Regions from separate parts of the Ovis aries genome. Here regions 2 and 3 are each linked to region 1. Evidence: chromatin contacts called from public Hi-C data. All regions are on one chromosome and are shown on one strand. The core of a region is the stretch at or near the end of the contact, and the rest is flanking DNA. Distances in the headings are between cores, read along the strand shown. Region 1 holds the start of NCK1 (NCK adaptor protein 1). Region 2 overlaps NCK1 (NCK adaptor protein 1). Region 3 overlaps NCK1 (NCK adaptor protein 1).

What was found. A called contact is a pair of places that touch in the nucleus more often than the background predicts.
Region 2: a contact with region 1 is called in a Hi-C map of tail adipose tissue, with 2.6 times the contacts expected there. The contact joins the enhancer-like site here to the promoter of NCK1 in region 1. A contact is called at or near these places in 2 of 16 Hi-C or Micro-C datasets (blood and tail adipose tissue).
Region 3: a contact with region 1 is called in a Hi-C map of blood, with 1.6 times the contacts expected there. The contact joins the enhancer-like site here to the promoter of NCK1 in region 1. A contact is called at or near these places in 2 of 16 Hi-C or Micro-C datasets (blood and skin fibroblasts).

Annotation. Positions count from the first base shown.
Region 1 is chr1:252,946,302-252,949,780 of ARS-UI_Ramb_v3.0, reverse strand. NCK1 (NCK adaptor protein 1) reads left to right here and starts at 1,889. Exons shown (of 4, transcript NM_001166199.1): 1 at 1,889-1,978. LOC121817339 (a long non-coding RNA gene) reads right to left here and starts at 1,664. Exons shown (of 3, transcript XR_006057174.2): 1 at 1,069-1,664; 2 at 363-517.
Region 2 is chr1:252,888,956-252,892,434 of ARS-UI_Ramb_v3.0, reverse strand. All of the region lies in intron 2 of NCK1 (NCK adaptor protein 1), which reads left to right. Among named protein-coding and RNA genes, the nearest start is that of IL20RB, 23 kb to the right of the region's middle. Within about 2 kb of position 1,569, at least 10 of the 54 cell types and tissues checked have an H3K27ac peak or open chromatin away from gene starts, as enhancers often do. A contact at or near this core is called in tail adipose tissue, where this site is marked.
Region 3 is chr1:252,909,032-252,912,510 of ARS-UI_Ramb_v3.0, reverse strand. All of the region lies in intron 1 of NCK1 (NCK adaptor protein 1), which reads left to right. Among named protein-coding and RNA genes, the nearest start is that of NCK1, 37 kb to the left of the region's middle. Within about 2 kb of position 1,955, at least 26 of the 54 cell types and tissues checked have an H3K27ac peak or open chromatin away from gene starts, as enhancers often do.

The DNA.
Region 1 (3,479 bases), core at 640-3,139:
ATTGGAAGTCCCACGTCCGGATGCCAGCATGGTTAGTTTCTGGTGAACACTCTCTTCCTGGTTTGCACACGGCTGCTTTCTCACTGTGTCTTTTAGTTGTGAGGACAGACAGCAAGACAGTGTCTACGTCTCTGCCGTCACTTCTTATAAAGGACACTAATTCTATAGGATTAGGGCCCCACTCTTATCACCTCAGTTAACCTAAATTATCTCTGAAAGGCCTTGTCTCCAAATACAGTCACACTGGGGGGTCAGAGCATCAACACAGGAATTTTGAGAGGGGACACAATTCAGTCCATAGCAGCCATGATAAAATATACAAAGGTATTTAGATCCTTAGAATAAATCCAAAATCCACTTACATTATTAACTTTAGATCCTAATTACAGGATACAGATGGAGTTGCTGCCCAGATTTTCCTGGTCCACTTGCCCTCTCAACTTGAGGCCAGGAAGGGGCCACAGGTGATTTATGCTTGACCGTGTGATCATATATATGGCAAGTGAACCATATTCCTCTATTAGGATACAAATGAATAATTCTGAAGTTAAATACAGAAAAGCATAAATGAATGAAATTGGGGATTGAAGCTGTACTAATGCCTTAAACAATACTTACTGATGATCTACCATGTGCTAGAATCTGCCTGCAAAGTGGGAGACTTGGGTTCGATCCCTGGGTCCAAGATCCCCTGGAGAAGGAAATGGTAACCCACCCCAGTATTCTTGCCTGGACAATTCCATGTGTTACAGTCCATGGGGTCGCAAAGCGTCAGACAGGACTAAGTGCCTAACACTACCATGTGCTAGGTACTGGGGAAAAACAGTACTGACTGACATGATTTCTGATTTGAAATCATGTAGGGGTAGGGAGGTCTCCCCAGGTGGTAAAGAATCCCCTTGCCAGTGCAGGAGACGCTGGTTGTATCCCTAGGAAATGGCAAAAAGCTCCAGGATTCTTGCCTGGCAAATTCCATGGAGAGAGGAACCTGGTGGGCTTCAGATCCATGGAGTCGCAAAAAGTCTGGCTCTTTCAGCAGCTGGATGGGGAAAACACCTGTGCACTTACCAGGCTTCCCTGGGCGGCAAACGCCTACGCAGAGCCACAGAGATGGCTGGGGAGGAAGAGGCAGGTGATGGGGTCTGAGGCTCCGGCGTGGGGAGAACCAACTTACTGATGGCAGGTGTCTGGGGCTGGGCAGCTAAGAAAGAACAGACCTGTCACCGAAAGTCACTGTCCTCACAGCAAGGCTACGGCAACCAAGAATGGAAGCTATCCACGCACCAGGGCGCTTCGAAGGCCCTCAGACTCAGCTTATTTTGGTTTGCGGTTCAAGTTAAGGACACGTCTTACATTTTTCTCTCAGGACTCTACGTTCAGGCCTTTTTGTTTGCTTCTCATTTTCGCTCCCGTCCCTAAGAACTTTCCGCTGGTAAGACCTTCTTCAGGTGCAGAAACCAGAAGGAAGCTCCCAGAGCAGTCGGGGCTTAACTCGGAAAGCAGTCAGTTCTGTTGTGGAATCTCCTGTGGCGCTGAGGAGGAAGGCCCCAGAATAATCAGCCAGAGACACAGAAGCAACAAAACCCAGAAACTGGCAGGGCGCTTCTGTCTCTCTCACTCCCTCTCCACCGAGCAGCCTCAGCTCCACACCTAGCACAGCAATTGATTGACAGGAGGGCTCGCCCAATCCCAGAGCGGCGAAGACCGCCCTCGCGTCAGTGATAGGAGGGAAGGGGAAGACTGAACCTATCAGATTGGGCAGGGAGGGGGGGTTTCCTGTCTGCGCGGGTCCGCCCAGGGCCTCGCGACCGGTCGGCGCTGCAGCCCCGCCCTCCCGCCGCGCACGCCCCGCCTCTCTCCCCAGAGCTACGCGGCGGCAGAGCGGAGGCCTCGTGCCGTAACGGCCATCGCGGCGGCCGTGGCGGCGTCCCTGCCCTCCTCAAGTGAGCTGGCGCCGCCCGGGCTTGGCAGAGGGGAGGTGAGACGGTCCTGCCGGCAGGCAGACGCACAGACAGCCTTTTTCTCGTCTGGGGAATCTACATAGCCCGTTACTTGCCGCGGAGCTTCCTCTTCCCTGCTGAAGTTAGCTCCCGGGGCGCCGTCTGCCGGCTCGGAGCGAAGCCGGAGGGGGCGGGGAGGCCGCTTGGTCGGGCCTGGGCTTTTTGCCTCGCGGCTTCGCGCGACCCTCCGGCCACTGCCCTGGGAGGCGCAGCCCTACGACCTTCCTGTCCCTCCCTGGAGCGTCGGGTCCGGGTGAGCGCTGCGGCCGGCCGTCCCTGGAGGCTGAGAGGTCGAGTGTGTGGCGTGCACCCTCCTCCTTTTCTTTACCTCTCAAAGTCCTGACGGCTTTGTGGCGCATTCCGAGGCCGCGGTGGTGGTGGAGAGGGGCGCTTACCTCTAGGAGTGGGAGGGAGCCGTTCAGGGTGCGGAGGATGGACATCCTCGGGATGCGCCTCCCGCCCCTCCCCCCACCCAGCCCCCTGCAGTTTCCCTTGTTGGGAAATCTGGGTTATTATAATATCATGGATTCGTACGTGAGTTACTTGGGCTGTAAGCTTTTGACTTGAGTTGTAATATATCCGGGGGGAAAAATGTATCTTGGTAGTTGGTTTTGTAACCTTTCCTGTGTGTGTCCATAAAAGTTTGCTATTAGAAGCTCGGGAAGCTGAATTTTGTGCCGGACTGAGAACCCTTACTTTACAGACGCCCAGTTTAGTGTCACACTAATGAACTAGTCACTTAAAAATAATTCTGCCCGTTAACTTTGGCAAGAAACCAGGGGAGTTAGGAAAGGATGAGTTGAAGAAATTTCTATCCCCATCTTGGGTGGTGAGCAAAAAAAAGCTCACTGTTCAGTCAGGACAAGTAAATGTTGCAAGAGGTATTCATTTTTAAAAATCTTACTTTGGTAGATGTAAGAAAGACCAACCATACAGTTTATTAAGCAGATGGAAAGTGCTGTGTCTCAACCCTCAGGGAGTTTACAGAGTAAATGGGGAATTATCCAAGAAGAAGGTTCTGTTTGGTAATTGTCAGTAATATTCAGTTCTTAAATAGATATCCCTCATAGTTTGATAGAAACTCGAGATCTGTGCTTTGGTTGATTAATAGTTTTATTTCATTTTTATTGCAAACTTTACGATTTTCTTCTTTGGAAAATTCTGAACAGTTTGCAGAATGTTCAGGATTTCTCAGCTGTGCTTGTTCATATATTAAATTTTAAACTTGTTTGTTCTGTTTTTCTAAATATTTAGTCTAGATTTTACTAGTGCTTTCAGGTCCTTGAAAATAAAACATGAAACATAACAGGGTACGTTTTGTTAGATATTGAGATATGTTTTAGGCCACTGGATTTTTTGCACCTTTGAGAACTTCCCTGCCAAAACTCAAGGTAGATTTGATGCAAATGTTATAAATCACTTGTCAGGAAGACTTAATAAATCCATATCCTGTCTATTTTATTCTTTTATAGTTTAACA
Region 2 (3,479 bases), core at 320-2,819, 57 kb after region 1:
CGTTACCATATATTAGCATCTACAAAGCTTATCTTTCTTATTTTGTTTCTCTTCTTTCTTCCTGTAACTGTAAATTTTGTTTCTACTGACCTTCCCTTAGGGCCATAAAGAGGAGAATCTACTTCATGTTGGGCTTGGCCAAGCTGTGATAGGAAGGAAATGTGCTCTGATGAGAACCAGTCTGTCTCTCTCTCTCTTTAAAAAATTCTCCTTCGCTGACAGGAAGGAATTGGGAGGGACATAGTTTCCCTCAGGTATTTAGGCAAGCATGCTGTTACTTAATAGTTCTTGGTGTATATGTAGAAGAAGTGTAATTTCTCCTTGAACAAGATAGTATGAGAATAAAGTGACTTTTGAGAATGTGACATGATTGAACATGGAGTATTATTGACTGCTTTATATTAATTTTTATTTCTTACTCAGCATTATTGTTATTCTACTCTAAAGGTAATTTAACAAATGAAGTTATTAACCATACATTTAAATGCTTTAACTAGGCTTACCTTTTTTTTTTTTGAGATTTTTGAGGTATTGTTATTAGTTAATATTATTTAATTATTTAATATTAGTTTTTAAGTGGAAGACAGTTGGAAAGAGATTGTCCTTGAATGGTTGAAGAGAACAAAGTTAGAACCAGAAATACTTAAGATTTTGTAAATAATTAGATATTTAAAGTATATTGATTAAAGGTGTTCAAGAAAATTAAGGTGACTTATGTCAAAATATGCCTTTATAGTGATGAAGGCACAGAAAGGACTAAGGACACACCTAGAGAAACTTTTATGTCCTTTAAAAAAAGGGTAGTGGTATCCTGAGACTATAGCAGATGTGATAGTAATTAACAAAAGACAGTGAAAAAACTAATATAGAGCAAGGAGAAAAAATCCCACTTTTACATACAACTTCACATAAATTTCAAAGGCTTTATTAGGTACAGTTTTTTGTTATTAATACTCCTGGGAAACCTTCCATACTATTTTCTGATATTATTGAGACAGTTTTAGCTGTCTCAAGATTGTATCTTTTTAACTGTCTCGAGACTGTATTATTGAGACTGTTATCTATTTAAGTTCTAGGCTATCATTGTATTATATTACAATTATTGCTGTCTATTCCAAAGTACTTGGAAACATTCTGTTTTAAGGTAGTGACCTATAGTTAGCCTGTATAATGATGTAAATCCTGCTTTTGCCTTGGGTGGACAGCCTTCTGAATCCTGTTTTGGTAACTTAAATGTTCCATATAACTAATGAGTTTGTTTCACAGTGATTGTGCTGATGGAGATATTGTTTGAAGGTTAAGAAAGAAAAGGATAAAACAAAGGAAAGAATGAATACATGATGAAAAATAGAAAAAGAGTACAGATGAACATAGTTCCAGGGTGGAAATAGAGATTCAGACAAACAGAACAAACAGACAAACAGAACCTCTTCAGAGAAGAGTTAGGAAAGGGGAGGGTGGGATGAACTGGGAGATTAGGTTTGACAGAAATACACTAACACGTGTGAAACAGATGGCTAGTGGGAACCTGCAGGGCAGCACAGGGAGCTCAGCCTAGTGCTCTAGGATGACCTCGATGGGTGGGTTGGGGGTGGAGGATCCAAGGGAGCCCCAAGAGGGAGGGGATATAGATATACATACTGCTGATTCACTTTGTTGTACAGCAGAAACTAACGCAACATTGTAAAGTAATTCTACTCCAATTAAAAAAGAATGAATACATGAATATATTTTCAACTACTGAAAAAAATATGCTTTAAATATGTGCTTTAAAACTTCTTCCAAAATAAATCTGAATAGTAAGGTCCTATTTGTGGCCATCACAATATCCTTGTTTTATAGTTCAGTTAGCGTTCAGGGAAAAAATGTTTTGGCAAGAGAAAAGCCTTAGGAAAACTTTCTATTGCCTGGGTGTGGGCCAAGTCACGTGGATGGGGTGTGGGGAGTTTCAGTGTTGCAGAACCAGGAAGTTCACTGAAAATTATCCTGCTGTGTTAACAAACTAACGAAAGAGAACACGGGATTTTTTTTTTCAAAATGAATTGGCTAAAGGTGCTTAAAGATTTTTTCAGTAAGTTAATCTGTTTATTATATCTATGGCTTTCTTGTTTTTAAATTAGAATTTTCAGTTTGTGAATTTAAAGGAAAACTGTAAGGAGAGAACGGGGTGGGTTTATATAGGCTGGTGCTTTATGTTTGTGCAGCATAAGCTAAGTGATTGGCAGTACATCAGATATTAATAGCTTTGACTTGATAGGTAAAATAATTTCAAATTTTTTAATATCAATATTTAAATAAATAGAAAAAGTATAAATGATTTGACTTTGATGTAGTTAGTTCTCTGAACTTAGCATAGACATTTGAAATGAACTAAATAAATTGTAAACATATTAGGAGGAGAAAAAGGATTTAAGTGAGCAAATTCCTTCATCCTCAGCATTTGAAGTAACATGATACTGTTACTGCTTTTTACTTAGACTTTAGAGGACTGATGTAGAAGATAATGCTTAATGAAGGCACCAGTATAGAGGGTATTTTAATTAAATCACTGTCAGAGTGCTAGAAATTGCTGTTTCGGTTAATGTGAGGTTTGATAGTTTGAAATGAATTGTGAGAGCAGCTGCATACAAAGAATTTGAAAACATAGAAAGTAGTGAACTCTTGGATTGCTTTGAGTCGAGGTTTTAAAATGATTCTGATACTAACAAAGAACCTAAATTGTAGATCTGCTGATAGCCTCTTTTTACTCTTATGATAGTGAACTTGATTTGATCTCTTTGAACAGTTGCTCAGTGATTCTAGAAAAATGAACACAGAGATATTGTTGTAGAACTATCTTATGTGTAAGGAGTCTAAGGAAACAGAGTAACCTGTCAGGAGATTTTGGGGCAAAGAGCAAAATGGAAAGGGATGAAGCACTTCATCGGCAAAAAAGCTGTAATATTAAGACTCTTTTTTTTTTTTTTTTTTCTGGTAACTTTGGTGGCCAAATGAATCCGTCTGGAATATGTCTCTCTTGGTTACTTTTTGGGGAGTTGTTAAAATTTTAGATCCATTTTTGGGAGTTAGTTTTCCTTTTAAAGAGTTTATTTATTCATTCATTCATTCGTTTATCAACATTTTTATTGAGAAACTACCTACTGCAAGCCAGAGAAAAACTAATTGTCACAGAACTTAGATTCTGATGGGGAGGTAGGTGATGGTTGTTACTTATTGTTAATATTTCTTAAGTTTGATTTTAAGTGATACCATAAACCAACTAGAGGTGATATAAAAAGAATATACTGTATCACTGATACAGCGATTTAATATATACCATCAATATAAAATTATCATTCTACTGAATCTTAGAAAGTTGATAGTTATTCTTAAATACATTTGTAGACTTAGAGTCAGGATTTGAGATTGATAACTAAAATATTTGTTTCCTCACTGCTTACAGTAAGCCGAAATTTTTACTAATTTAGTTTTATAGCTTG
Region 3 (3,479 bases), core at 706-3,205, 37 kb after region 1:
AGGATACAGAATTGAAGGACTTACCCATTCTTGGGTGCAGACCTTGCACTTGCAAGATCCTTATTTGTCAGTGTAGTATATGAATGTGATTTAAAATGTCAAATAAGACTAAGAGGTACCTCCCAGCCCAACACATTAGGGATAGCCTGAGGAAGCTAGGTGGGGTGATGGTAGAAGAGAATTGTCTCTTAAGACCTAGCCCTCTGTGTGCAGTTATCTAAGTTTGTGAGCACTTTCGGAACATTGCTTCACTCTGAGAGCAGCGTAGGGCTTACTGTTGTCAGGCTTGGACTGTTTCCTATTCTTTTTCCCTTGAATCAGAGAGTGCAGATTTTCCTTTGTGCTTCTAAAGTTATGTTCACCTACACAACCACCTGGGATTCTCTCAAGCTTGGCTGAAGAGTTAGAGAATCTATAGACAGTCCTCATTTCTTCTACATTGCAGCGCACATACCAATGTGGAGGAAGTTTAGAGATAACTGTAAAAAAGACATAAATCAGCTGTTTTGCTGTCATAGTCAAATAAAACTGGTCTCTTTCTACTCCTTTTTTGTTTTTTGAGGGTGGAGTCACCTAGTTCAGCTCCATTCTTCTTGGAAAAAGAACATGTTTCTTTTTGAGAGTCCTTTCCCCCAGCAGTTAGGGGTTAGAGGCAGACAAGGCTGAGTAAAATGCCTCCTTCCATGTCTCAGGAAGATAGTTTGTATTTACCAGCACCTCCAGGATGGATGACTCATGGAGTAGAAAAGCTCTCCTCCAACTATTAGTGGTTTCCTTTTTCGCATTACCCTGTGTGAGGAGAATGAAGTCAGAATGTAGAGCCTCTCTCTTAGAACTTGTTACGCTGCTCTTCTGGATCTGTCCTGTTTTAACCTGATACCAAGCTTGCCTTCTTAGGACCATTATATTTTTTGTTTTTTAGGCCTTTGAAATTCAAGGCAGGCCATATGTTTTTATATCACATTTTAAAATTGCTGTGTTCTGGCAGCTCAGAGTTTATAAAGTGAAAAGAGAGGCTAAGTTACCATGGAAACCCAAATAAATATGTAAACAGTAGCAACACACTGGACCTAATTTATGCATGCAGTTGGCATAGTTTGTGATTCTGATCGGAAGTGACATGTGTTTAAGATAAGTCAGCATTATAGGTAAAATAATAGTAACAAGAAGTAAAACTTTTCCCACTAGTCTGTAAGCTCTTCCAGGACAGCTTTAGTTTTGTAGCTCAACACACGGTAGGACCTTGAAAACAAACAAACAAACCTGGTAAATATTTACAAGTGAAAGCTTGGTAAAACCAGTGATTTGGTTGTTTATAAGCACCACATAGTGTTCAGTGTTAGCTATCATTAGCCTATTGCAAAGTGTTTATATGTACATGTACAGGCACACATACACACAGAATTGTTAAATCTGAAAGTATCTATACTTGCTAATGTTAGAGTTTCCTTAATCCTTGTCTAGCTTTTTGTATTCTTGTTTTTTCATTTTTCTTCCATCTGAAGTCTTCTTATACTACTATTCTCTCTTTTAAATTTAATACTTTTTTTTCCCAGTCAGTTCGGATGCCTTTCATTCTTGTATGTGACCCTTTCAGTTTGTTTTTAACAGAAAGGTACTTTTTCGCTTGTGAACTGAAAATTTCAGAGATAGATTCTAGACAGAAGAATGATTAAGTTTAGAGGCTAAAAAAATAATCTTTTTTTGCCTCTCAGCTTCATTGCCAGGTTCCACGTGGTGATGGTTGCTCTGAATATACATGTTCTCAGGTTTTAGTCTGTTGGGAAAAGGGTATCATCCCAGTAACCCCTCTAGACATACTGGGAGTCTTTCAGGATGAGCACATTGAAGTTAGTTATTTGGGGATTTCCCCTTCTTCATTGTTTACTGAGAAATCTGTAGCCCAACCTAACTTCCGGAGCTAGTCACTTGGGTATTGTCACTCTGCTGATTTTTATCAGAAACAGGAAGTTGTCAGGTTATGTACTAAAGTACACTAGATTTCTAAAATTGCATTTGTATTAGCATGGGAGATTTCCCTTTTGAATCGCTAGCTGGTTCTTTACTTTTTCCTTGGAATATAATAACTGGCTTCCCCCAAATGGTCATATTTATCATGATCTATATACATAGCAAGAAGCTTCCCAGGTGGCGCTAGTGGTAAAGAATCTGCCTGCCTGTGCTGAAGACGAAAGAGACACGGGTTCAGTCCCTAGGTCCAGAAGACTCCCTGGAGGAGGGCCCGGCAACCCACTCCAGTATTCTTGCCTGTAGAATCTCATGGACAGAGGAGCCTGGCGGGCCACAGTCCATGGGGTTGCAAAGATTGAATGTGACTGAAGTGACTGAGCACTCAAACATAGGTAGCAAACATGACCCTCTCTCATTCTGTCCCTATCCTGCACAGTATGAAGATGATTGTTAACATGACTTAATGTTATCACTATGTATGGGTGTGAGAGTTGCTGTGAAGAAAGGTGAGCGCCGAAGAATTGATGCTTTTGAACTGTGGTGTTGGAGAAGACTCTTGAGAGTCCCTTGGACTACAAGGAGATCCAACCAGTCCATTCTGAAGGAGATCAGCCCTGGGATTTCTTTGGAAGGAATGATGCTAAAGCTGAAACTCCAATACTCTGGCCACCTCATGTGAAGAGTTGAGTCATTGGAAAGACTTTGATGCTGGGAGGGATTGGGGGCAGGAGGAGAAGGGGACGACAGAGGATGAGATGGCTGGATGGCATCACCAACTTGATGGACATGAGTTTGGGTGAATTCCGGGAGTTGGTGATGGACAGGGAGGCCTGGCGCGCTGCGATTCATGGGGTTGCAGAATCGGACACAAATGAGTGACTGAACTGAACTGAATGAATTTATAAAAGTAGGTTGGGAAGAACTTATTTTTAGGTGTTTGGCTTGATGTTATTCCCACATTTAGATAAGCAGTTCTCTAAAGGGGCTTCCCTGGTGGCTCAGTGGGAAGAATCCAGAGGAGCCTTATGGGCTACAGTCTATGGGGTCGCAATGACTTAGCAATTGAACAACAGTAACAACAACAACAATGTTCCTAAAGTGGACCTTTTAGGGAGTTCATAAGGCCCAAACTGTTTTCATTAGACTGAGATGTTCAGTTTCTGTTTCCACTCTGAAATTACTAGAGACTGCTTGAAGTGCAGTGTTACAAAGATGTCAGCATTTGGAAGATCTGCAAAACTTGGTGAATGTATATTGAGTGATGATACAATACCATATATGAGTAAAAATAGTTACATTTAAGGCCAACTAATGAATGTTTTCTGCTGTATATTTATTTTAGTTTATGTACAGTAGGATTCACACTTTGGGGTATAAATGAGATTTGACACATACCTGGAGTGATGTACACCACAGTGTTTGTACAGAACAGTTCCTTCACCTGTTTAAGAAAAAAAAATTTCCTTCTTGCTTTGTAGTTTTACCTTCTTCCCACCATTAACTTGTGA